Linked DNA regions of Mus musculus: all the other regions are linked to region 3. The links are chromatin contacts, called in public Hi-C and HiChIP or PLAC-seq maps. All regions are on one chromosome and are shown on one strand. Each heading gives the region's core, a stretch centred on a gene start, on an enhancer-like site or on the middle of the called end of the contact. The rest is flanking DNA. Distances are from core to core; before and after follow the strand shown.

What was found. Hi-C and Micro-C count contacts between places; a contact is called where the count stands out from the background. HiChIP or PLAC-seq counts read pairs in DNA pulled down with a chosen protein or histone mark.
Region 1: a contact with region 3 is called in a Hi-C map of Th1 cells, with 3 times the contacts expected there. The contact joins the promoter of Fancf here to the enhancer-like site in region 3. A contact is called at or near these places in 2 of 39 promoter capture datasets (the HPC-7 cell line and cranial neural crest), 4 of 484 Hi-C or Micro-C datasets (CD8 T cells, Th1 cells, Th2 cells and 1 more), 2 of 115 datasets of contacts at active chromatin or transcription factors (CD8 T cells and effector CD8 T cells) and 1 of 9 other capture datasets (adipose tissue).
Region 2: a BATF HiChIP or PLAC-seq map of CD8 T cells shows a contact between it and region 3, with 5 read pairs. The contact joins two enhancer-like sites. A contact is called at or near these places in 2 of 484 Hi-C or Micro-C datasets (Th1 cells and macrophages) and 1 of 115 datasets of contacts at active chromatin or transcription factors (CD8 T cells).
Region 4: a contact with region 3 is called in an H3K27ac HiChIP or PLAC-seq map of the NIH/3T3 cell line, with 4 times the contacts expected there. The contact joins two enhancer-like sites. A contact is called at or near these places in 3 of 15 datasets of contacts at CTCF or cohesin (the NIH/3T3 cell line and pro-B cells), 7 of 484 Hi-C or Micro-C datasets (the C2C12 cell line, Th1 cells, Th2 cells and 3 more) and 4 of 115 datasets of contacts at active chromatin or transcription factors (CD8 T cells, the NIH/3T3 cell line, acute myeloid leukemia and 1 more).

What each region holds. Positions count from the first base shown.
Region 1 is chr7:51,859,549-51,866,108 of GRCm38.p6, reverse strand. Fancf (Fanconi anemia, complementation group F) reads left to right here and starts at 3,842. Exons shown (of 1, transcript NM_001115087.1): 1 at 3,842-5,532. The coding sequence starts at 3,855. The coding sequence ends at 4,886. It also overlaps a transcript of Gas2 not described here.
Region 2 is chr7:51,911,903-51,918,229 of GRCm38.p6, reverse strand. The region is part of intron 3 of Gas2 (growth arrest specific 2); the gene reads right to left. Among named protein-coding and RNA genes, the nearest start is that of Gas2, 36 kb to the right of the region's middle. Within about 2 kb of position 4,274, at least 130 of the 459 cell types and tissues checked have an H3K27ac peak or open chromatin away from gene starts, as enhancers often do. A contact at or near this core is called in CD8 T cells and Th1 cells, where this site is marked.
Region 3 is chr7:51,718,688-51,726,001 of GRCm38.p6, reverse strand. No RefSeq gene overlaps it. Among named protein-coding and RNA genes, the nearest start is that of Gm33290, 51 kb to the left of the region's middle. Within about 2 kb of position 1,816, at least 64 of the 459 cell types and tissues checked have an H3K27ac peak or open chromatin away from gene starts, as enhancers often do. A contact at or near this core is called in CD8 T cells, the HPC-7 cell line, the NIH/3T3 cell line and 3 more, where this site is marked.
Region 4 is chr7:51,967,023-51,973,390 of GRCm38.p6, reverse strand. All of the region lies in intron 7 of Gas2 (growth arrest specific 2), which reads right to left. Among named protein-coding and RNA genes, the nearest start is that of Svip, 36 kb to the left of the region's middle. Within about 2 kb of position 3,775, at least 15 of the 459 cell types and tissues checked have an H3K27ac peak or open chromatin away from gene starts, as enhancers often do. A contact at or near this core is called in the NIH/3T3 cell line, where this site is marked.

The DNA.
Region 1 (6,560 bases), core at 2,593-5,092, 140 kb before region 3:
GGGGAGGGGAGGGGAGGGGAGGGGAGGGGAGGGGAGAAAGGGAGAAAGGGAGAAAGGGAGAAAGGGAGAAAAGGGGAGAAAAAGGGAGAAAGGGGGAGAAAAAGGAGGGAAAGGGGAGAAAAGGAGAGAAAGGGGGAGAAAAGGAAGAAAAAGGGAGAAAGGAAGAAAAGAAAGAAAAGAAAGAAGAAAGGAAGCAAAGAAGGAAGGAAAGAGAAAGAAAGAAAAGAAAGTCAGACAAACAGACAAGTTATTAATTATAAAAGAAATAATTATAAACTGCAGAAGGTATTTTAAAGTCTTCACCATCCGGGCCCCTGTTCCGACACCTCCACCATGCCACACTGTTAACAGAATGCTTTGTTCACCTCTAGTTAATTACATTATGGGATGATTTCACATCACCTGTCATATACTTGCTGTAATGATGACTTCTGTCACAGACTGGCAGCTCATATGTCAATGTTAGGTATTTCAGAATACATTCATTAAAGTACTCATCACTAGCTAGATGAATGTGGAGGGAAAATGTTATGACTCATGAACTCACATGACTTATAAAAATGACTGAGAATTTGAGCAATTGACTCTGTTGAGGTCTTGTCAGAAAATAAGGGCAGACTCATGAGAGGTTTTGAACATAAACAAACAGAAGAACATGTATAAAATCTGGGCAAGGCAAAAGCAGTCAGTAAGTATGACCCCACATGCAGGAAGTCCAGAGGGCTGCTAGGGGGAACATCGTGCAGAACAGATGCAGAAAGAAGATGCCTCAGCCTTAGAAGACAGAGCCTGCCTTTGGTCCCCCTGCTTGTTTGCTAAGGCCTCATACTGATTACTTCAGCAGAAAATCAAAGGGCAAGGGCAAGGAGCTAACATGATGATGAGCTATCCTCTGCTCAGGACAGTGGGGAAAGAGAAGAAAACACATTAATGAAGGAGAGGGCAAGTGGATAATTTTCCCCCTTTCTATTTACAAAAGCCTAGGTCAGATAATAGGAAACACAATGCACTTTCCATTACCATGCAGTGTGGCTTCTGGCTTGTGTTTGAGCAATGTTTCCAGTCTTTTCACATCCAGGCAAAAGATACTCCAGTAAAGAACATTTGAGAGGCACATATAAAACGCTAGGTTTAAAGGGAAAAAACCGCTCTCACTGGTCCGATTACTACTGCAACATTTACTTTCCTGTTGCTGTAACAAGATACCATGACCAACACACCCTTGTCTATGGTTTCAGACGGATAGAATCCATCATAGCAAGGGCTACTTTAGCTACGTACATTTAAATTAAATAAATTTGAAAAACCCCACAAGATTGACAAAAGCAATTAGAAATATATAAGGTATTTATAAGCAGATTCAGATTAAGGACTGTTCAACGTTTCTTCCTGACAAAGAAACTCTCTCATAAGCATGCCTGGTGTTCAGCTTAGACTAATTACTGACTTTAGAGTAAGATTTTTTTTTCTGAATACTGTAGGCCTTAATGACTATAGTGAATTCCTCTGGCCACTTCTGAACTTATTTTATTTAGTAGAGGATGTTATATAGAGAGGCTTACAGCTGGATTCCTAGACTAGTTAGTAAATTAAGACAGGGTTTCATTAACTGGTTCAGTTAACATTTTCTGGCCCTGAGGGTGGAGCTGACTGCTATCCCAAAGTACAAGTTAACTTTTTGATGCTATGATAAAACATCATGACCAAGGCAACTTATAGCAGGTTTTATTTATGCTTACGGTTGAGGGTTCTAGGAGAGCAAGAGTCCATCACAGCAGGGGCTGGGCAAGGCAGCAGAGGAAGGAAGCTAAGAGTTGGCATGCTCACCTGCAAACATGAAACAGAAAAGGATGAAACTGGAAGTAGTTGATGTTCTAAGCTCTCGAAGCCTAACCTAAGGCCACACCTTCTCAAACAGTGTTACCAACTAGGGTATTCAAACACCAAAGCCAATGGAGGACATCTTACTGAAAACACCACAGAGTACATATTGAAAGTCAGCAACAAAAACCTACCCCAGTATGTCACATATATGGCTTCCATCTTCTCTAGAGTCCTGAGGGAAGCTCTTGGTGAAAGTATCTTATGTTAGTTGTTTATGTTGCTCATTCCTGTGTTTGAATGAAATGCTATTTTAATAAAAGTTTGCTAACACTGGGCTTCCATTTTCTGTTCTTATTTACTACATATTGGGGATTTGCAGAGTGTGACCAGCAGGTGGAAGGTTGATCCTGGCATTCTCAGCATACAGTATTCACATATTACACTGACATTTTAACTTGTGTGATTCCTCTCACGTGATTTTCCACTATCCTCTGATGGTGCAAGTATTTGTGCAGCCTAAATCAAAGATCAGTCCATATAGCCTTTCAGTGCTCTCCTATCCATTTCCAATTGGTCTTTAAAATCACCATACCTGGCACTTTAAAATTACACAAAATCTGATTTGAATTACACTTACATGGGTTGGGAATCCTCCCAATGTCTGCCTCAAGTGCATAGGTTTCTTGAAATTAAAGTGTTTATCATCTTTCAGCCTCTACATAGATTGTTCCAAATTAAATGGAAAACTGGTTCGAAATCCAAAGTGCATTCTTCTGATGGGAAACTGTCGGAGGGATGCATAGCTACTTAATAAAAGATGGCTACTGTGAAACAAATAATTACTCACTGTGGTACTGAGATTTAACATAATATTGGTTTTGAAAAGGTGAGCACTGGTGAAGTTTCTCTGAACTGTCCCAGCCACTTGGAAATGAAGCTGTTTTGGACTTCTTTCTCACCCTGGATTAGATCTGGTTTTCACTCTGGTGGCTTAAGACTTATTAACGGTTCCCATGGCCTTGAAGCATTTCCAGGTGTATTCTTTGGGCATTCAGTTGAAAGGAAGGTTTAATGGGGCTTTCCCTAACATCTAAGATCTAGTGACTCTTATTTTTGTCTACCGCATTATGAAGTTGAAGTCTCTCTAAGGAACATTAGTGTTTCCTGTGGGACAGGGAAGCTTTAACTACATTTATCTCAACTGCGCCAGTCCTGTCCTTCACTGGCTATCACATCACGTGACTTAGTATTTAGTAAGTGGATGAACCAGTGACCTCTGTAATTCCTAATAGCTACCACCTGAAACTTTAAAACCCATCACACAGACTAAAATAAAATCACAAGGCCAAACACTATAGTCTGGGCTAATGGCTAAAAACTAAACAAAACTGGCTTAACTATATGTTCTGATAAGAATGCCCAGAACTATTCAGAGTCTAGCATAAATGTGTAGATTAATTTTGAGCTTAAACTTTCATTTATTGCATGGCTAGTAAGCCTCAGGATAGTGCTGCCAGTCACTAGGTTAGTCGAGGCAGGACTGCAAACTGAAAGGCTGCTTGCACAATTCAGTGATAGGTTTCCTCAGAATCAGTAAACAATATAAATAAGGAAAAAGGAAAAAAGCCCGGGAACTCACAGCACAGCGTGTGAGGGTCCTGGTTCCACAAGTACCAGGGAAACGGGCCATTTAAGAGCTTTGAGTTCGCAAGCAGATCACATCCGCACTGCTAATAATGATGAACATGGGTCCCCTTTCGGGGAAGCGCCTAAATGTCTACCACTGGCATTTTTAAAACAAAAGAGCACATAAAATCCTAGCGCTCAAACTCGCACTCACGCGTCCTCTCCCAGACCCAGAGTAAAAGCTTGGGACTTTGCCCTAGTTCATTTTCAGCGCCAATGTGCCCCGGAAACCATGGTGCGAGACTGACACGGCCGTCGTCCAATGGCACAGCACGCTGAGGCGGGCGCTCACGCTCATGTCCAATCGGCTCGCGCCTCGGGATGTCAGGGCGGAAGCGGCCGCCATGGAGCCGCTTGTGCAGCAAACCGAGCGATTCTCCGAGCTGTTGGCCGTGTCGTGTGGGTCGCTGGTGAGCACGTGGGACGCCGAAAAGGTGCGCAGGGCGCTGCAGTGGGCGCGTTATCTGCTCCACGTGTACCGACGCTTCGCGGGCCGCGGCCGCGTGCGGGAGGCGCTCGAGAGGCGGCTCCCCGCGCGGGGAGGGCCGCTCGGGCTGCGCAGCTTCGCGGCGCTGGAGTCCGGGGACGCGCGGCTCGCCCTCCGCCTGCTGCGGAACCGCGCGCTCGCGCCCGCCGCCGCCCGCGCGCTGCCGAGCTTGCTGTTCCCGGGCCCCGCCGCGGACCACCGAGACGACGTGCCGCAGTCGCGCCTGGTCCTCCTGGCGCGCCGCGGAAGCGCGCTGCGCCTGCTGTGCCGCCTCGGCGGGGACGCGCCCAGGAGCGCGCTGCTGCGCACGCACGCGGAGCTGCTGGACGCGCGCCTGCACGAGCTGGGCGGGGCCGACTCCGCGGCCGCGCGCAAACTCCTGGACACGTTGTGGACGCGCGGGCCGCGGGAGCACGTGCTCGACGTGACTGCCGAAGCGCTGCTGCTACGCGAGGAAGACCCGGAGCCAGCCCAGGCCACGGACCCTGCGGGTGCGGATGAGACACAGAAACTACTGCGCTGGCTTCTCGAAAGTCCCGAGGTATTGGCCGCTTTTTGCCGCCATCTGCCAGCCAAGCGCCTGGCCTCCGTGGCGGGCTGCCACCACGCACTGTCTCGCGCCTACCTGGACCTGCTCACAACGTGGGCCACGCGGCTGCACTATGATCTGCAAAAGGGTGCCTGGGTCCCTACACAGATGGAGGACATGCCCTGGGAAGAGCTGTGCCTAAGGCTGCAGAGCTTGTGCCATGCCCAGCCATTTCTGCAGGAAGAGGTGCTGGTGACCCTAAGGTCCCGCAAAGCCTTGGATGGAGATTTCGAGGTTCCTGGGATGAGCATCTGGACAGACCTCCTGGTGGTGCTTGAGTGTGGGATCGTGCTAGAGTAGATTCTCAGTTCCCAGGCTGGGCATCTGGACAGACCCTGTCCCATAGAGGGAATAACAAGCATACTTCTCACCAAAGCCTCTATGCACAGCATCCTGCTACTTCTTGACTATGCAGTTTACAAATTGTCAGTGTTCTCCCCAATTCCCTATATACATGCTCCCAAAACCTAATTATTCAGGGGCCAATTTTAAATGGTTCATAATATAAATATATATAATATGCACAATATCTATAAATTTATATATTATATAATATGTATTATATAGAGATTGTTTTTGTTCTGGTAATGGACCCAGGACCCTGCCTATGTTAGTGTTCACCACTGAGCTACATCATTAATCGTGAAAGAATTCTTAAAGCCATCGAATTTTCAGCTTGTTTCGTATAAAGCTAATTTGTAAGAATACTAAAACTAGATTCACCCTAAAAAGAAAAGGCAGCTTTACGTTTTCCAAGAAGGGTACTTTTGTATGATTTACTTGGTTCCTAACACTCTTCAGTAGTACAAAGTTTTATTCAACCAGCAACATGTGGTAGCATCATGTTAACTTCAAAGCTGACTGGGCTAGAGTTAGAGCCCTAAACTTGCTTTCTTTTACCTGTTTACCAACCTATGTGTGCATTAAAATTGCATTGCTCAGAAAATTTTGTTCTTTGTACAAGTCACTACTCTGAAATTCAAAATAACAGCAAATAGTTTAAAGCATTTCTTGAGTACCCACTTAAGTGTTTAGAGCACAGTAAGTGTAAACATACCCCTTTGGGTTATATGATGAAGGGATCTAGTAAGTTAAGAGAATCGAGACCACTTCTGCCATTTATCAAGTTAATAGCCCTAACCTGGGGTCATCAGGTGTTTAAATGTCTGATTCTGGTTTTCCTCATGTTTGCTGGATGGAGACTATTTTGAGTATTCTCTGACTAAGAACCCAACTTTATTCTAGGGAGGCAGAGGCAGGCACATCTCTGAGTTCAAGACCAACCTAGTCTACAAAGCAAGTTCCAGGACAGCCAGGGCTACACAAAGAGAAAAGCTGTCTCAAAAAAACAAAACAACTTTGTCTGCTCAAGTGTTTTAAACTTAATAATAAATGCTTTTGTTAATAATTTGCTAAGTAAATTTCCAGGGTTCAACACACTTTCTCCATGGTAAATGCCCATAACTCACAAAATTAATTTCTAATTTTAGAAATAGAGCAAAAGGACATATAGTGCAAAATTTTGATTCTGATTTAGGACACAAGTCTAAACAACGAATACAGTTATCTGAAGAGAGCAGTATCATTTCTTTTGCTCCTGTGATCAAATCCCTTTTTCTAGCCCTGATCTGTGTGAACCGTCTTTCACATCTGCTGTATTCTGACTTGGATTCTTTGTGCAGTTATACACGAGCGACAGCTGGGTCTTGCTGTCTTGCTTCTGTTTTGTTGTTTTAGGGTCTCACTCTAACCCAGGTTGATCTGGAACTCCCTGTCTGCCCAGGCCAGCCTCAGACTCGTAGGGGATCCTCCTTCCTCGGGTTCCTAAATGGTGAGATTTTAGGTATGAGCTGGCACGTACAGCTAACTTCTGTGGTTCAGCTTCGGTGGTTTGAAGTTTTAATCCCGATGCCTTTCACAGCTCATTTTCTGCTGTTTTACTTTTGTTTGCTTGAAGCCAAACCAACGTTTCGT
Region 2 (6,327 bases), core at 3,025-5,524, 190 kb before region 3:
TTATTTACTGTCAAAATTTAGGAGTAGAGTGTATAGCCAGAAGAGTGCACTCTATGGCAATCTTTATGCTGCTGAAAATCTGTTAATGAAAATTCCTTGGTGGCAAGAGATGTGCCACCCTGATGAGCTTACCATAGAATTTTACTTTAAACTACAAACATCTCTAATATTTGGAATAACAGACAAACTATTAAAAACAAAAATGAGAAAACAGGGCCCTGATATCTGTGGAGGAGGAGAGTGAAGCTAGAGGACATGGCTGAAAGAACACAAAGTACAAGAAACAGAGTTGGTAGGCTGGCATGGTTAATAATAGGCTATACATTTGAAAATCACGGAGAAAAGGGATCTGCCACATTATTATTGAAGTAAGGAATATGATGCTAATGTTAGTTATATTAATTTAAAAATTCAGTGTATACACAGATCCATGTTGTATATAAATCACAAATATGTATAAATTTTGCTAGTGATACCTCAGTAAAGCTTAAAAAAATGGCATCTATAATGTGTTTTATGTTCCTAAGTGGTTGAAAAAACAACAGACATTTTCCAAAAAAGACAAACATAGTTGTTTTTTGTTTTTTTGTTTTGTTTTGTTTTTTGGGTTTTTTTTTTTTTTTTGGTTTCGTTTGGTTTTTCTTTCTTTGCACTTAGCAGACTACACACACACACACACACACACACACACACTCACTCACTTGCACACACAGCAATAATAATCAAAGAAAAACAATTTTATATAGTTTAGCAATTAATACATTCTTTCAGTTTTTGTTCATTTGAATTTTTGAAACAAGGTCTTGCTATTCTGTAGCTCTGGCTATGCTAGAACTCACTATGTAGACCAGGCTAGTCTTGAGCTCACAGAGATCTGCAAGCTCTGTCTCCCAAGTGTTGGAACTAAAGGCATGCAACACCACCCCCTGATCTTTCAACTTTTTATACATCGTGTCTTACGTGTCATATACCCTCCTCATCCAAGTGCTATATGTAAAACCTTCTGTACTACTCGCTGCTTAAGTATGCATCAGGAGATCAGCTTCTGAAAGAACTAGAGGATTACCTCTGAACTTTAAAAATCTAGTTCATTGAGGAAGTTATTTTAAAAACTCAGAAGACGTTTAATCTAATTTTGCTCCACCTACCTTTCCCACGTCACACTCTGTGACAGCTATCACTCTGAGGAAATGAGAGAAGAGCAAACATGACCAAGCTTCCTTTCTAGGCTATTACTGAGGTGTTAGGGGTCAGAGTGTATCCCAAGAATTACAGCAGAAGTGCAAGCCACCGGTTAAAATGAGGTTTCTGAGGATTTTACAGTTCTGTGCCTAGCTGAGAAGAGGATGATAGAGCATCAGTAGGGGACACCTTACTGAGAATCAGCCACTTCCAGAGCTGAGCAGCCTCAAAGCTGACCACGAGGTCAACACATTACAGAAAGGGAAATTTCTGACAGACTGGAGCAAGCTGCCTACCGGGACTGAGGCTGAGACATGATGCAACTAGAAATGCTGCCCAGGAACCAAAAGGTCTTTACATCCAGCAGTATTTATGAAACTCTATTCTCAGTCAAGGTCACAAGCTCCTGAGCACCCTGCAGAGGCCAAGGAGGATGCATAAAAGAAGGGAGTGGTTAGCTCCGAGGGGCCATATACCTCACTATGAGGGGCCATATACCTCACTATGAGGGGCCATATACCTCACTATATTTCCAGAGAACTAAAGCCCCAGTTAGGTTCTACGTTTAAAGGGCTCCAGTGTTGCTGAAGATTTTGTCTTATTTCTAAGCAGTGAGGGCTCCACTGGAGAATTCTGATCAAAGAAGTGATTGGCTGACTTCAGTTTTAAATGACCTGATGGTTAGATTGCCATTTAATAGAATAATCAGTTAAGAAAACGTCAGTTTTATCAAGGTACAAGGTATTAAGTGTGAAGAGAGTAAACTCTGACCTCCAGTCTTCAGACAGTATCAAAATGGCAACCATGAGAATGTGAAACAACATGCAAGTTGTTTCCCATTTGCAATTTACTATTAATAAAGTTACTCAAACATACATATGCACATACACACACACACACACACACACTTATATATGTGTGCTAACACATGCACACCCATGCTCATGTGTGTACACACTCATACATATGCACAGCCCATACACACATTCTTCAAACATATATGCATATGCATAAGTGCAAACACACATACACATGTACACACACTTATGCATGCATGTTCTCACATACTAATGCACCTGTGCATACTCACAAATATGCAATGATACATGCATGTGCACACACATATGCATAAGTATAAACAAATACATAAAGAATATCCTTTCCCAGAAAGGAAATTTAAGGATATTTAAGGCTCTTTTCAGATTTTCTTAGATTTCACAATATTTTCATAAATGTGAAGTTTTAATATACTGAGAGGAACTGAGTTACAACAAGGTGCTCAACTATGTTTCTTATACATCTCATACACATAGTCTTGTGTAGCTGTTATTTTACTCTTTATCTTCAAGGTTCCTGCTTGACTATGACAGGTCACATGAGGTCAAATGTTAGATCTCTTTTCCTATGACATCATAAGAGGGTAGAATGTTCCAGTTTCATATTGTGGAAGTACACCTCTATGTTCACACACACATATACTTTATATATGCACACACACATATATACATAGATATATATTCACAAGTATATAAATATATACCTATATACATACATATATACATACATGTGTAAATACAAACATACATGTCCTGTATACATATATATGCATATGAAAACTTACATTTACATACACATTGCCATACATGCACATAGACACTTAATAGACATATATACATATATATATGTATTTGCATATGCACTTATGATATAGCTAGAATGTAAAAATGTATCTTTTCTCTTTTAGATCTCTAACTCTTCTCATTTATTCTGTAAATCCCTGTTTGACGTTTACATTCTTGACAGCCCTTCCCACCAACTGAAATCCTGAAAATACTCCCATCATGCGTTAGGAGGACCCTGATTATGAGATGAGCAAAACTGCTTTTAGTTTAGTAAGCACAAATCAAAGTTTATCATTCTTCCATTACTAGGGTAAAAAGAAAAAAGGGGTCTTTCTATTAAATGAAAACATAGGGTTTGTTTGCATTATAAAACGTGGCAGAAACTTGAAAATACTACTCGCTACTCAGCTTTAAAACTTTAGACTTTATTTCAATGAACGTCAACTTAAGGTTTTAAAAGGCAAGCTTTGTTGTTTCTGCTGAGGCTCATATTTGCTATTAATGTTGTGAAGATAGTTTCTGCTCCTAGAATCTATTTCAATAAAAGTTTGTTTGGCTTGTATTGTCTGTGAAATTTCGTGAATTTAAAAGCAGCACCCTGGGAGAATCTCAATGCTTCGCCCACTGTCCACAGCAGTGCACCAGGAAGCTCTGAGGACTTCTCATGTGGATGGAGGACTTGAGCATCCCTCACAAGTCGGGCACAGAGCACACCGGGTGGCTTCCTGAGGTTAGCCTCAGACAGAGGGTTCTCTTCCTCCACACCTGGAGGATTTTATTCTTTATTCTCAGTCCTGACTGTGCCAGATTTCTTGATTTTCTCAATTTGCCTTCAGTGTAACACTCTACTATTTACTTTTAATATGGAACAGTGATTTCAATACATCTAACAGACAAGTAGACTGTGCTGTGTGAAATTAGACATGACCATTGAAATAATGCTAGCCCAACATGGATCCCAGACAGCTTCTTGCATGATATAGAATGCATCTCCAAACTACTGCCTGAGACAAAGGCAGCATTCACATAACTGCCCCAGAGAACTCAGGAAAGAGCTGGAAGGTCTGCACACTGTAAATTACCTCATCTGAAAAGACCACGCCGGCTCTGTGATGTAACAGAACCTTTTCCCTGGACCACACACACACAGAGCATGAGCACTCACATGTTAGCTTACCTAGAAATCTTCAGATACTTATAAATGAAGAAATACCTCTTTTCCTTAATTTTCAGACTTATGAAATGCTGTTGTTATAAAAATCTCAGTGTTTCTCTTTTTACAAAATAGCTTGCAATGTCTCTATTGATTTGTTCAAAATGCCTTGAATTTCTCCATTTAGAAAAAGCACATTTTCAAACAATTAATTTCTCATTTTCCATATGGGGAGAGTTATTTTCCTTGACACTGTAGTCTACATTCTCCTGCCATAAAAGCAATGACTAAAATTAGTGCTCTCAGATATCATGGAAACACTCAATTCTCTTGCCAATGAGCCTGAATGTGGTTAAGGCAGGAAGTGGGCCTGATGGGGAGAGATGATGTCATTGTGGAAAAATTCAGTAGATTTATTTCCTGCTAAGGAGCAAACTCTGCTAATGCTGGGAAGTCACACAGATGAAGGGTGTACCTGTGTGTGCTCACATGTCTGCGCCTTTGTGTCTGTGTATGTGTGTGTCTACGGGGAGGGGGTGCTTGTATGTCTGTCTGCTTTCACTTGTGTACATGTGTGCTAGTGTGTATGTCTGCGTGCATGCATTTGTGAGCCTCTATGTGTTTAACTTGTTTCCAACTCAGAAGGTACTGGAATTGTTAACTGTGTTCTGATGTGTTAATTGGTTTCATTTTCTGTCCCACCTGTTTCTAATGGAAGCTGTTTACACTGTCAAGCAACAGCTTACAAATTGGACTTGTGACAAGACTGGTGTCACCTCCTGTGAGGTGGATCTTTCCCAGTATTCACATAAGTCTGCCTCTGATGGAATTCAGGCAGGTTTCTAGGTCAGGTGTTGCAGTTGCCAGGCCATCTCTTCCTTCTCTCCCCTTTTCTGGGAGGCAGGTTCTCATGAACATAAAGTAGAGCTTCAGATTCTCTTGCCACTGCCCAGCTCACAGACCTCATTAGAAGTATTCTCCACAATAAAGAGGACCTGGGGTGAGGGTGGGGGCATAATGTCTTTCTCTTATTTTGCTAGGTCGTTCTCATGGGCAGGCTGCCATCTAACCGTGTGCAGCAAAGAACTAAGAAAATGAAGTGAGGGAGGCAGGCGAGTAAAGCTCTACCCAGTGGACACTACTCTAGTTTAACTCCCTAAGTTCATTCACACAGTGAAATGTCCCCTTCCTCATCGTCACAGCTCTGCCTGCATGGAACTAACTTTCGTATGGCTTGTCTCAGGAACACTGCATTGTTACCATGTATGCTAAGTGTCCTGAGAGTTGGCTGTGAGGGTTTTCACAACACCTCTACTCCTAATCATCAGCCATATGCATCGAGTTCTCCTCCCCAAGGATGTGACCCTAACATGTACTCATGAGCCAGTTTTCCATCACATTTTCTGTTATGATACAGTCTAATATAGCATGCACATATGCATCACAGCTACAGAATATTTACAGCTCACAGAATACTGAATTGCTAAAGGGTTATAAAATGAGGATCTGGCTATGCCATATTTTTATCCCCTTGTCAGCTACCATTAGCCAATAGTCACACATTCTCAGAGTTGACAACGGTCATCACGCAATGACGTGAGCACTGGAAATCTCAGTCTCTCTTCTGCACTTTCACACAAACTACGTTTCCCTTGGTTGTTAAATGATACTTAGGTAGATGGCTAATTAGGGATCCCGAGAAGAAACAACCTTCTCATTTTCTGGTTTCAGTCATTTTATAGTAAAATCAGGATCACTTATGGAGAAGATATATATACATACATTATCTCATCTCTATGGTTCTTTCAGCAACTGAAAGGAAGATTCCTAATTGCTGTAATAAGGGCTCACTTCAGGTCAGAAGTGTCTCCTGAGGACCCACTTGGTGAGTCTCCAGCAGTCATTCTCTCTATGAATTCTCAGAGCTGAGTCACTGTACACAGTACTAGCTGCCATCACTTAGCTGATTATCACTGCATGCAGCTGTGGAACACTGTAGAAGCAGACCTTAAATCCTCAAAATGAACAGATCCTGTCAATACTAATTAGTTCACTTCTATCCGCACTTTCACCTTTAGGCAAGCTGTGAGCTCTTCCAGTTGCACTTGGCCAATTCAGATATACATAGTACACACATCAGCCCCTGGATCACCTCAAAATCATTTAGTCTTCAGCCATCTCCATTCCAGAAAATGTTCCAGCCTGCAAGATGGCTCAGAGAGTAAAGGAGCTTGATATTCAATCCCTGACACCCACCTGACATTAACAAAGGGACCTTCACCCTCCACATATATGTGTGATACACATGTGCTTATACACACAACGCACACACATACACACACAGAAATATTTTGAGCAGAGAAAAGTTAT
Region 3 (7,314 bases), core at 567-3,066:
TTTTAATTTTTTATGCCTTATCCCAGACTGGCATTTCTAAGACCAGAGATGATGAAGAAAGATATGAAAGAGATGAACCCCATCATGCTAAGTTGAAGGGTTTGACTTCTGAACACAGTAGGTCTATGTTTTTTATCACTAATGTCTAGCCTACACATTGTTTAAGGGTGTGCCCCATTGAATGACACCCAGGCACCGACAGGAGTTCCTTTCAAACTACAGTCTGCAGAACTTGAAATACATTCTGGTCATTTTAATGATTGGCAGATATACCCAGTAAATCCAGTGAGAGATCCTGGACCTTTTGAAATCCTTGTGCCAAATCTCTGTGACAATTTACATCTTTACATTTGTCACTTAGCCATCAAAGTAAGACAGTTACTAAATCATTCTAAATGCTGCAGGGGGGAGATCTGAAGTAGTGGCACAAATAATGGGAAGAAGCCTGTTCAGGCAGGCATGGTGGCATATGCCTTTAGTCCCAGCACTCAGGAGGCAAGAAGCAGACAGCTGTGTGAGCTCGAGGTTAGCCTGGTCCACACAGTCTAGGACAGTCAGGACTACACAGAGAAACCTTGTCTTGAAAAACAAAACAAAACTAACAACAACAACAACAAAAGCATGTTCACGTGTGCATTCACATGTATCATAGTCAAGGAACTGAAGAATAAAGAATGAGCCCACACTTCCTGAACATTAGCCTAAGAAAGTTCAGAAAGATGCCAGTCTCCCATTGGTTCCAGCACTCAGAGAAATAGCATTGATCAATGCTGGGCTTAAGTACTGAGTGGCTTCTTTGAGACAATAAGCTCTCTGGCTTCTGGCACACAGCAGATGATCAATATCTGATCATTGAGTGACTAATTTTTCTCCAACCCACACATATGTCAGGCAATTCACCACAGGTATGGTTTCTCTAATCTGGATATACTAACAGCTAAACAAATCCTGCTGTCTGTGGCAGATGAGCTTAACTTCGTAAATCATAGAGGTTTGGGTACTTCTGCTGGGAAGATTATGTTTTATCCACAGACAGGCTTAAATCTAGATCACAGCTATCACCTGAAAAATATTTATTTAGCTTATAGCCTTACTACAAATTGTGAAATATCAGCACTTTGAAAACTGTATACATTATCATTGGGATATTGTAAAGGAGAGATTTAAAGATCTTAGATTCAAAGTTATTATGTTTTTTTTTATATATATAAAAAGAACATTTAAACCTTTCCTAAGGCCTGTGGTCTGAATGTGTGTTCCCATTCCCCGTTAATATGGTAACCACAGTCAACAGTGTGGCTTTAGGAGACCAATCAAATCACTGTGGCATAACCCTACTGTACCTTCAAAAGAGATGCTGAGAAAGCTACCTGGCCCAGCCCCGTTTGGGCAGTAAGGGCCCAGAAGCAGCTCACAGACACTGAACTGACCTGTATCTGTTCTTTGATTTGGACCACTGTGAGAAATAAAAGCCTATGCATAAGGCACTCTGTGCATAATATTTTGTTAAAGAATCCTGAATGACATCTGCAAACTCTTTTTACCATTGATATTAAGCCTTTAATTTCCAAGTTTTAAGCCAGCTAACATCAAGACAATCTATGTGCTTGCATATTTTTGGTGGCTTGATTTAATGCAATTCTTTGTTGTCTGAAAATACTACATGGAAAATTCCAGGCCCAAACAACAGTGTAAAGCCATGCATCTTTCTGAGTGGCACTTTAAGCCCTCATGCTGTCCTCCCACCCTGCCCAGGATGTGAATCATATCCTGCACAGGGTCTCCACACTGACGACAGCACACACTCATTGCTCTCTACCTTCTCCATCATGGCCAACCGCTGTGAGTAACAGGACTGGTGTTAACAGGAAACATTAGCTTACACTATGTCACAACGCTAACAGCTTACGCCCACACTTCTTATCTCAACTTGAAACCAAGTATCACATCGCATTACCACAAAAAAGAGTGGGAAGTACTGAGAAAGAGGGGGAGAGAGTAGGTATGTAACTATAATTAGAGTATTTTATTGCATTAATTATTCTTAATAGCTTACTTCTTAATAATTACTTAATAATGCTTAATTGACACATTTTTACCATAAGCACATAGCATAGAAAGCACTCATTGCTGTCTACGTTATCTAAGATTTCAGGCATTAGTGAAGTACACAACCTGATCTGTATTTGATAAGAAATGCCACCATTTTACCAGGACCAATTCTCAACACCTTAAGATTTTGTGACGCGTTCTTAAATATAGCTATTATTAAAGATTAAGTTCTAAAACTTACAATTACACACATTATATTTAAAAGGAAAATAACAACACTTAAAACCCATCCCTTCTTGCCTTCCTACATATTGATGTTGTCCATGCTTTTGAGTTCATTGAATCTCTCCTATTTGTTTGGTAGGACAGCAGAAGCAGTTGCTGCTACTAGACTCCCACCAGCTTTGATTGTCAGCTATGATGGAAGTATTTACACCAGAGACATTATGAATGAGCCTTTTAAAACCCACTGATGGGCTGGAAGTTAAGAAACTGTTGGAAAATAGAACATCCACCACTACATGCTGAGAGTTCTAGAGCATTTCCTGGTGTTTTACAATTTCTGCAGTGTGGGTGAGAGAGAGGTTGGGGGAAGGAGAGGGGAGTGGGGAGGCAAGGGAGAGGGGAGACTGTGTCCTCCTGTTTTTGAGGCCTTGAGGAATTAATTCTTGACCTCTTTACTCCCATAAGTCAGTGCTAAATCTCTTGGTCCCAGTGTGTGTTTTTAGCTCTTAGATTCTACAGCTATGACAATGATATATGATCTTTGCTCCCAGTTTTGAAGGCAATAAAACTAAGCTGGTTGTATTTATGTGTTTAGGAATATATATGTACGTACGTATATGCATGTAACAACAAGTAATGAAAAAGGAGGCCATGAATTTGAAAGAGTAAGCAGAGTTATTTGGGATGGTTGGGGGGAAAGTGACAAGAAAGGGTAACAGTTTATCATTATATTATAACCTCATAAAAATAAGAGAAATAGTTTTAAAAAATATATGTCTTAATTTTTATGTCACTAACAATCCACATCACAGTATTAATGATCTTTTCTAAGCACCTCCTTTCAAGATTTAACATTCAATGACATCATTGTAATTACAGAAGCTGGTGTTTTCAATCATCCAAAGGCCAAGCCAGTTTCTGTTCTAGACGGAACATCTAGGCTTGCAGCAGACACACAAACACAAACTAACAAAAGGCACGGAGGGTCACCCATCCATCAGGTAGAAACCCAAGTTCCCAAAGCAGAGACGAGACAGAATTTAATCAAGCAAACCATTACCAGGCATGCTTTGCACCACCGTGCAGCCCAGAGTGAAGACAGCGATGAGTGATTTATGTCCCACAGAGACCTGAGGGATTAGGTTAGTGTGAAGGACTATTCAGATTGGGTTGTCAGGGTTGATTTTATTTGTTTGTTTGGTTGGTTGGTTTGTTGCTGTTATTGTTGTTGACAGTGGTGGTGGTGGTGAGTTTTGATTGTTGTGACAGGGATCACTTATGTAGCCCAGGCTGACCTCAAACTCAGGACAATCTCCCTACCTCGGCATTCAGAGTACTGGGATGACAAGCCAGAGCCACCAAACAAAGCTGCCTCTGTTTCGGCTTGTCCAACAACTGGGACAAAATGCAAATGGAATATAACAGAGAAGCCTTCACTGCCTCAACCTGCAGCCTTCCTGTGCACCTTGTCTGCTTCTCCTGCCCTCAAGCAACCCTGAGGCCCTAGGGAGCCAGAATAGGCTCCCTTCTGACTGGCTCCCCAGGGCACTGCAAACTGAGTGGAGCCTACAGGGCCACAGATGGAGATTGAGCCACCCTTCTTTGTTCTGAACTTGTTCCCAAGGCCAAGGCTAGGTCACATTCACATCCCCCCCCCCCCCCCTGCATCTCTGCAGAAGGTTGCCTCAGCCTGACTCCTTGTGTATGGCTCTCATCACCATGGTAACCTCCATCTTCAGGTGGCCTTTATTGAACACCTGAGGGCACTGCCCTCAGCTTGTTACTGTAAGCAGTGGGGTTTTTGTTGTTGCTGTTTGTTTTTTGTTTTTTTGTTTTTGTTTTTGAGCTGCAGGCTGCTTCCATAGATTAAAAATAGACAAAACAAAAGAAAACAGTCTCACGAGATCTCTGCTACATTCCTGGGGTCAAATGTCAAGGCTTCCTATTCTCTTCCTCCAACTGTGTGCCATAGAACAAACTGGAAGGAAGAAAAGCCTGGCTGCCACCCTTGTTTATAGATGACACCTGGATGCTGAGAGATCTCCTTTTCCCAGCTGTAAACCACAAACACAGCTGGCAGGCAGTATCTTGTTCATAAATGTCACTGGAAGGGAAACTGGTATGATTTTCCAGGAGGTAAGATTTTAAAGAAATGATAGTAGGGTTGACCAAAACACACTTGTGAATATTTTCACAGCACCATTATGCATGTTTTTGTTTTTGTTTGTTTGTTTATTTTTTCATCAAGTCAAAAACAAAAAGAGTAGACTAGCTAGAAATATCAGTTCAGGGAACCCAGGCACAGTGACTCAGCCTGTAATCTCCATCCACAAGAAACTGAGGCAGAAGGATTATGACCAATTTTAAGCCGGCAGGGTTAGTTCACAGTGTTAGAACCACAGGGTTAGACCCACAGTGAGGTTCAGGCTGGCTTGGTCACAGGGTTAGGCCTTGCCTCAACCAACAATAAAGAAACCAGTGCAGTGATATTTTTGTAAATATTTATTTATTCTTTGGTAATTTCATATGCATACACAGTGGTCATATCCACCCTAAGTACACCCCCTTCTCATTGAGGTCACCCTCCAACTCTCAGCACAGTATACCTTCCACTTTCATGTCTTCATCCTTTGTCCCTTTTTCTTCTCCCTCCGTATGTATGTATGTATGTATGTATGTATGTACCTGTGTATGTATGTATGTATGTATGTATCTTTATCATCACCACCAAAATTCTATCTATCTATCTATCTATCTATCTATCTATCTATCTATCTATCTCTAGTTCTAGCTCTAGTGTTGCGAAAATTTCTGGTTTCTTAAAAAACTCAGTTGTGTCATGTGATGTTTTTCTGGAAGTTTTCTTCTGAGAGGGAATGTGATGTTTTGTTGAAAATAGACACTGGAGAAGGCATGTGATATTTAGAAAGAATATATATACATACATATATATGTATATATATGTATATATATATATATATATATATATATGTATATATATATAGTATGCCACAAACAATGAGAGAATGCTCTTGCATTGTTTTGCCATGCGAAGCTTTACCTCTTCGTTGGTCTTTGTTGATCTTTGCTGACTTTGCTGCTCTTTACATTCTAGAAAGAAATGCCAAAGAACCTTGTATTATTCCAGCTGAGTCTGACTGTGTCTGCTGTTCATGCTGATTCAGCAGAGCCTTGCTGTTTCTGCTGGATTGTGCCACCTCTGATGATTTGTGTTTGGTGTTTGCTATTGAACTGGACTGCTGGTATCCTGACAACAAAAAGTAGGATTGCCCCAAGTAACTACTTCTAAACAGGCCCACAACACCCTTTCCTATTAATCTTCTTTTCCCCTACCTCTGGTCCATGGCTTTAAAAGGAGGTTGAAGTGTTTAAGAACCCTAAATAAGGTGGGTTTTGAAAAGTCTAAACCTACATTCCAGCCCTAACTCTAGCTCTCTTTGTAGCACATTGAGTCCAATTAGTGTCTCCTGGTGGAATGCTATCTTTTCTTATTGGCTTTGTCTCATGCTGGTAACCATAGCTGTAGTGACTTCATAGGCACAATGGTCGAGTCATGTCCAGAAGACAACATTTTAGCATAACTCTTCCCATCTGTCAACTATTACATTCTTTCCACCCCATCTTTTGAATGTTCCCTGAGCCTCATGTTTCTGGGGTAGAGGAGTAATGTCAGTGCCTCATTTAGTGTTGAGATCTCAACACTCATTAATTCTCCGTGCCTGGACCAGTCATGAGCCTTCGCACTGACTGCTGCCCACTGCAGAAGCTTCTCTGACCAAGACGGAAAGCAACACTAATCTATAGATATGCATATAGTAAATATTTAGATAGTCTGATAACATGTCCATTTAGCAAAACAACAGTAGTAGGTTCCCTGTAGAGCCAGTGACTTCCCCAGCTGGGGATTTTCAGCCAGGTTTACTGTACAGGGCATGAATTTTCCTTCAGTGGATTGGGTCTCAAATCAAATCAAGAATTGATTGGTTACTGGCATAACTTTCATTCCACTGCTGCACCAGTGGGCACACTTGCCTGGAAGGTTAGCACTGCATGATTCAGACCTCCCCATGGGTAATACTCACTGGCCTGCATAGCACCTTTCAGCAATATTAAGACTAGACAGAAGGCAGGAAGCTTTTGGGTCAGTCCCAGCTTGCTTGCTCTGCATCTTGCAGCTAAAGGATGTTGCGTGTTCCGCAGCACATTATAGTAAGCTACCAAGACAAAAGCCTGTGTTGTTTTGGAGACCTTTCATAGTTTCTATTGTACTAAAACATGTTTTGTTTCTATTGTGTCACTTGGTTTAAAGTGGTTCATAAATAATTACATAAAATGGAATATGTAACTATAGCAATATAACCCCCATCCATTTACAGACAGACTTCAGTGAAATATATTTTCCCAAAGGAAAATGGAAATGTTCAGTAGGAGGAACTATGCTTAACTTGAGTTACTTATAATTACTATTTCTCTCCTTCCAATGCAAAGTACATGAATCAAATTTGGGAGGAATTGTTTTTCTTTTTTATCTAGTCTATACTATAGGAAATAAAATATAAGTTTCTCTTAAAATAAAAATATTAAGTAATATCAAATCTCTTTAGTATCCCAAAACTATAGTGAGAATGAGGACATTCATCTTGGTCTGTACCCTGGGTGTATATTTTGAAATTGAAGAGTAATTGTTGGATTAGAATGGAATCCATGAGTGAGGAAAGGCTTGGTTCCAACATCAGACTTCTAAAAAGGAAATCAATACTCCCTTCCTGTGGCCTCTCTGTGTCTGGGCCCCGGAACAGTGGGGGAAGAATACTAATTGCATGATCCTCACAAGAACCACCATCTTCCATGACATGAGATGTGGTCCTGCAGCTTTTAAGAATCACCCAATATCAAGAAGGAAGCCCTGGTTCCTGAGGAAGGGTCAGGCTGAGAGATTCCTGACCAGTAGCTTAAATGAAATCCAACAATGCTTTTAAATATTAAAAAATAATATGTAAATAGGCACAGATTAGC
Region 4 (6,368 bases), core at 2,526-5,025, 250 kb before region 3:
GCTGAGACTGGTGTCAGTGAGTTGGCAGACAAAGGAGACCCCCTGCAGGAAGAGGAGCTGGCACCCCCAAGGCCCTTCACCTGGACACAGCACAGTGTGCTGGGTGGACTCACAGCCCACTCGGCTAGGGCTGAGCCAGGGTGTGCAGGTCGAATTCTCAGTCTTCTCTGCCTCCCCATCACCTCCTCAATCAAGGGGGTGGACACGAAGGAAAATGTGCATCAGGGTGTGGGACCGAAAGCATTCTGGAGCTAATTTTTCAGAATCTTCTTGTGGGTGAGGAGAAAGAATTTGTACCCACACCATAGAATAAAACTGTTCTCTAAATCTAGGGTGGTTTGCTCTTTATAGCGCCAAAGGGAAAAAAAATACTCAAGTGAAAAGCAGATAACCCTTAATGGGACCATTGTCTCCCCTAGTTTATATAATGAACAGACCGGTCGGAAACATGCAAGTCATCTTGCCCAACAGAGCAGGCTTTGTCCCTGCCTCTAACATCACTTGGTTACAAAAATAAGCATATTTACCCTCTTCAATAGAAGCTGCCTGCTCAGAATTTCTTCTCGTTGTTTTCCTAAGGACTATGCATGCATTTAACAGAACAAACAGGCCAAGCAGCAATACTTTCACTGAGCTCCTTGGTCCAGGGAAGAAACTAAAAACGGCCCATGAATGGGTGTAAATGCTCAAGAGGCCACTAGAGGGCAGCATCACTCCTAAAGCTAAGATTTCTAACCGCTATGCATGCCTCAGTTGGTGGCATTTTCCAGACATGCTCAAACACAAGCTACAAATATTCTAGCTTCAGCCCTCAGATAAGCCAATTTCAATCTTCATTTTTCTTCTTACATCTGAGCTGCTCCTTGTCTTCTGTTCTCAAAGCAAGCCCGTCCTCAGCAAGCCCCTACCCAGCAGACCAACAGTCCTCCTCAGGCTCACCCACTGAGGAAAGGAGGTCTTACTAGGAGCCCATTTCTAACTGTTCCTAATACTCCCTTTGACCTGATCAGAACCTTAGATTACCTTCTGTGTTTGCTCCCTCGGATGCATTTCTGTTAGAAGAGAACCCCTCAAAGGCTGGGGCCCTGTCTTGTCGCAGCTCAGTTCTTAAGAACCAGATTAATTTGTAGATTGCTGTTGAATGGGTAGATGATCAGACCTCTGGAAAAAACTGTCACAGTTCTCAACAGAGATGAGCCACAGGCAGACTGAAGAGCTTGATCAGGGTCGTGCATCAAACAATAGAATAAACATGTGGTGCAGAAATCTGCTTTACACAATGCACATGCATTTATGTGTGTGTGGGGGGGGGGGGTGCACCATACGCACACCATGGCAAACTTGGGAGTTAGAGGAGAACACTTAAGAGTCGGGTCCTCCTCTATCATCTAAGTGTTAGGGACTGAACTTAGGTCATCAGCCTTGGTGACAAGCACCTTTGCCTGTTCAGTCATCTTGCCAGCCCCTGAGCAGGTTATTTTCTATAAACTTAATCATTCTTTCCAACTCTGATGTAATCCACACGTCAGAATGCTACTTCTTTGGCTTGACATCAAGATTCTCCACATTGATCCCCAATCTTTTTTTCTTGTTGTAATTTGTTTTCTCCAAACAAACGTTTAATTCTGACCCTACTGTGTGTTATAACTTTGGTGGGATATTAACTTGATGGTGTTGTTTGGTGTTTCTCAGCATAGTCAGGTTAAGGTCCCTGGGAGTCAATACCAACGGCCTTCTAAGAGGGACAGAGACAAAGTGACATGCATGTGAACTTCCTGATGTCAGGTGACACTCTGTACTACCAAAGGTGACCCCTCCCTGTTGCGCCTCCAGAATTATGAGCGAAAGCAAATGAGGCTGTTGTCATTAGAACCAACCTCCTCGGTGACAGTGCATCATCCACAGACAACGGACCGAGCCCTAGCACCTTCTCTGAATTCTCTCTAGAGTATCACCAAACTGGCCCACCATCATTCAAACTTCTGCTCTGCTCCCCCAGCCTTTGGTGTTGCTTGAGTTTGTCCTAGTTCTAGGACACACATGCTTCGACACCCTCTAAAAGTTCTCTCCCGAAAACCCAAGATACCTATAGGATTTTGAACCTTTTTTGTGGAAGGGGTTCTGATGAATGGTCTATCCTTTGGTCTTAGTCATCTAAATACATTAGTATCCATAATGTGTCAAGTCTATTGTAAGTACTCCACAAATTTTGTCAAGAGAGGTGATGAGTGTAGTTCAACTCAGCCAGGCACCTTTACTTTCTGTCTTATTTTCTCTCTGTTCATCTTGGGTTTCCTCCAGATGGATCTAAGTGATCTAAAGTCAAGGAACTTATTCAGCTCCTTACACAATGGAGATCTCTATTGCCTGCATACTTTAACCACATGATGCAAACACTGGACATTGTTGTTAAATGCAAACCCTGATCTTTCCTTGTGGCTCAGCACGTAACAACAACTGCACCCACAACAGATCTAACCCTACATATATCATCAGGGACATTTATGAATTTTAGGAGTACATCCTTCCTTTTCATTAGCTAATGTGTTATACATGCCCAAGCTAGGCTGGACTGATGCACTGTAAAATGTAGCCACTACTCTGACCTCTTCTAGAATCTATAATGATATAATAATCATGATGTATCAACTATAGGAGAACAACAAATGAGGCAACCAGGAAGAAAACCAGATCAATTTCTGTCCACGGGTCCAGCATGATGTCAGAGTAGAGAGAAGAGACATTGCGGTGAAGGTCACATGTTCTCAGTGCTGAGTGAAAGCCCCTCATTTGGTAAGCACTGTGTAATACAAGGTAAACCTGGATAGTGATGACAGGCTGAAGAGAGGGAGATTTTCAACATCCTCTTTACTTACAGAACAACATTTCCAGGTGTCATAGTTCCTACTGTCTCCTAGTTCTGTAGTCTCTAACTTTCCTACCTTTACCTACATTTTAAAGGAAAAGTAGATGGGCAATGGTGACAAAAGTTCTTTCCTCATGTAGCGAAATCGCTGACCTCCAACCAGTGATCCCCAGTCCTCTAAGCCGCCTATCAGAGAGACTCAAAGACCTCCAGATCACCCAATTAGAGCATTTCATATACCTCCAAACCACCCAGTCAGAGCACCCTCAGACCACCAAACCACTCAATCAGAGTGGCACAAAGACACCCAAACTACCCAATCAGAGATAAAGACATCCAAACCATCCAATTAGAGAAGCCAACACACCTCCAAATTACCCAATCAGAGTGGATATGGTTGATTCCGCTATTCCTCGGTCTTTTTTCTTTCTAGCATTTAAGATGGCATTGCAGTGATCTATGTCAGCACATAGAAAACTATGTATAGCCACAGGACCAATCTAGTCCACCATGCTGTACATAAAGTATTATTATAACACAGTCATGTTAACTGATTACCTATTATAGTTAAAGCAAGAGAATGGAGTAGTTGTGACAGAAACTATGTGCTTTAAGTTGTAAATCATTATATCTAAACTCTTACACTTGGCCATCCATCTGGGTGTTGTGTCTTTCTCCCACTCTTGGGACACAAAGACACACCTTGTTCACTACCCTGTTCATGACACCTATGCCAGCCACTTGGTAGGTGGAGAATATCCACAGGTTATGAAGAACTTGCAGACTTCATAAGAGAAAAATGTATTAACTTGTATGCAAAGCTCTCAACTCAGCCACACATCTGGAACCACTGCTTCTGGGCATGTGTGTAATGAACTCATGCTGAGAAATTTGTAAATGTCTGGAGAATACTCCAGAGAGGATTTTTGGCACAAGGTACAGTTTTAATATAAATGCCACAGGCTCACTGTGGGGCTTAGAGGGGGCAGAGCAGCACATTTTTTATAGCCCTATTATGCTAAGCAAAAAGCATGCTAAATCACCAGGCAAACTGGGACTGTGGGATATGGGCAGCATCTGGAGAATTAGAACTTGGAGTAAGAAATGTCTGAAAACTTGTTGATAAGGAACACCACTCTGTGCTTCTTGTTAACTTATTTGACCTTATTTGATACTACCCAGAGATTAAAAAAAAAAGTAACTACCGTTAAAAGGCATAAAGATATCGTTCTCTGGAATTTTTTTTTTAGTTTCTGTGAGTAGTCAGCAAATCTATTTTGTATAAAATTCTCACCAAAGCAACTCCTTATTTACAAGTAGAAATCACAATGTACTGGAACCAGCCAGTTACAGCAACTGAGCAGATGGATGCAGGAGTGGCCAATGCCAGGATGCTATATTTCAGCTATTGTTGAAGGCGCAAAGATGGCCTCAGTGGTTCACGTTAGATAACTTCCCTGGCCTCCATGTTCCCACATTAAAGAATTCCCATATTTAAGGGGAAGGCTGAACTTATGGGGCTCTGATGCCTATTATATTTTGTGTATGTATACATGGGCAGGGGCATGAAAAGATAAGAGGACAAGCAGTTGGTTCCTTTGTTGCACTTGGTCTGGGAGGTTGAACTCAGGTTGTCAGCTGAAACTCAGGTCATTATTCTTGGCAGCAAGCATGTATACCTGCTGAGCCATCTTGCTGGCCCCTATAAATGGAACTTTGATCACTAGAAGGACTTTGGTAAGTGGCCACAGTTTAAATGCACACATTCCCCAGCCCAATATGGTTGGCTAACATTTCTCCTACCTTCACACTTATGGTTTCTTCTCTGCAATGTAACCAGACTGATGGACAATGTCATCTATTCATGATTTTTTTTATTCTATAAGCTTCTCTAAAATCTCCGTATGATTTCAAGAGAAAGTCAATGTTCTTATGGCAGAGCAAGCCCTTTGTGACCCCCATCCCCATCCCATGTGCGTCTACCTGGCTCTTATAACCCTTCCACACGGCTTCTCACCACCCTTCCTCCTCTGTGCTCTGTGCTCATGACTGCCCTTCAACAGTCTTGATAGTGTCTGATTGTATCTTTATTTTCCTTATTCCATCTTCTCTGATCCTGATGGTGTTTCTCTACATGACCTCTCCAACTCTTATGGGAATGTTTTTTTCTGTCCTCTGATAGCCATCTGCTTTTTTCTTGAGCATCTTTCTAGGCTTTATCTTTTTTCTAATGGCCTTTCTTGATTCATGATAAAAGCTCTTCTGGGACACCCACCAAAAATCTAACCTCAAGAAATGCATCACATAAAAGATTAATGAAGATACAGCTCAAGTTTAACTTTGGGATGTGATGCTGATGTCTCCCCCAAGGAAACATTGGTTCCTAAAGTCAATGTGCCAAATACCATCATAAGCACTGCCCCAGGTACTGCAAATGTGGGTCTCTAAGATAAATATTAAGATATTCTCCTATGGAATCATTCCCTTACAATACTTCTTGTATTAAATATCTTATAATAAAATAAGAATATATATTGTTATGTAAGTCATTCATTTAAAAAAAGTCAGAGCAATGCAAAGATAAACCACAGCAGTGACTAATTAGCCATCAGAGAATGCAGCAGAGATCTGAAGAATCACATGAGGCACAGAAAACGGACCATTAATGTGCTTGGCAAAACATGTCTGGGCAGAAAACCACAGAGACCAGGCCAACTCACACTGTATCAGCTCAGTGGGCGGTTGCTCCTCGAGCCTTATACAGATGTGCTGAGTTCAGGGTGTCCAAACAGAAGGGATAATGCTGAGCCAGGGCACGGGATGCAAGCAGCACATGGGTGGAGTGAGTTCAATCTGTGGCAAGGAACCTAACATGAAGCACAGAAAACAGGAAAGTGGCCAGAGATATAAGGGAGGCACAGCAACTCTTACACAGAAGCCAAAAAAGCTTAAGCATCAAGCAACTCCAGAACATGGTGCAGATGCCCACACAGGACACGCTGTGGCCTTCAGCTTCCAGGAAGACGGGGAGTCAGGTGGCTGGTTCTGTGCAGACTTCTGCACAATTAATTTTATCCCTGGGCTCAAAGGTATGGTACACCTTCTTATTCATGTTTACTGCCCACTGTATAGTAAGGTCATGGCATCATTCTCTGTAGCTTCACATTTAAACTAGAGGGAAAGCTGACCCAAAAGGGACCTCATTGAGTGAAGGAAGACCTTGGAGTGTTACAGGCCTACAAGAGAGTCAACTTCTGAATCTCGACCCCCACATACTTTGGGCATTGCCTAGTCTCTAGAAAAGAAGGGGAAACAGACCTGCTTGCGATTTTGGCAACGTCCATGAAAAGAGCAGCAGGCTCACCATCTGTATCTGTGTTTAGACAGGACAATACACAAGGAATCCAGATGGGAACCCACTCCTGAAACTCGTCAGGGGAGTCCTGTTCCATCATCTTCTCCAGGACAAATGCAGGCAGAGGAGCAAGAACAAAGCAGACCC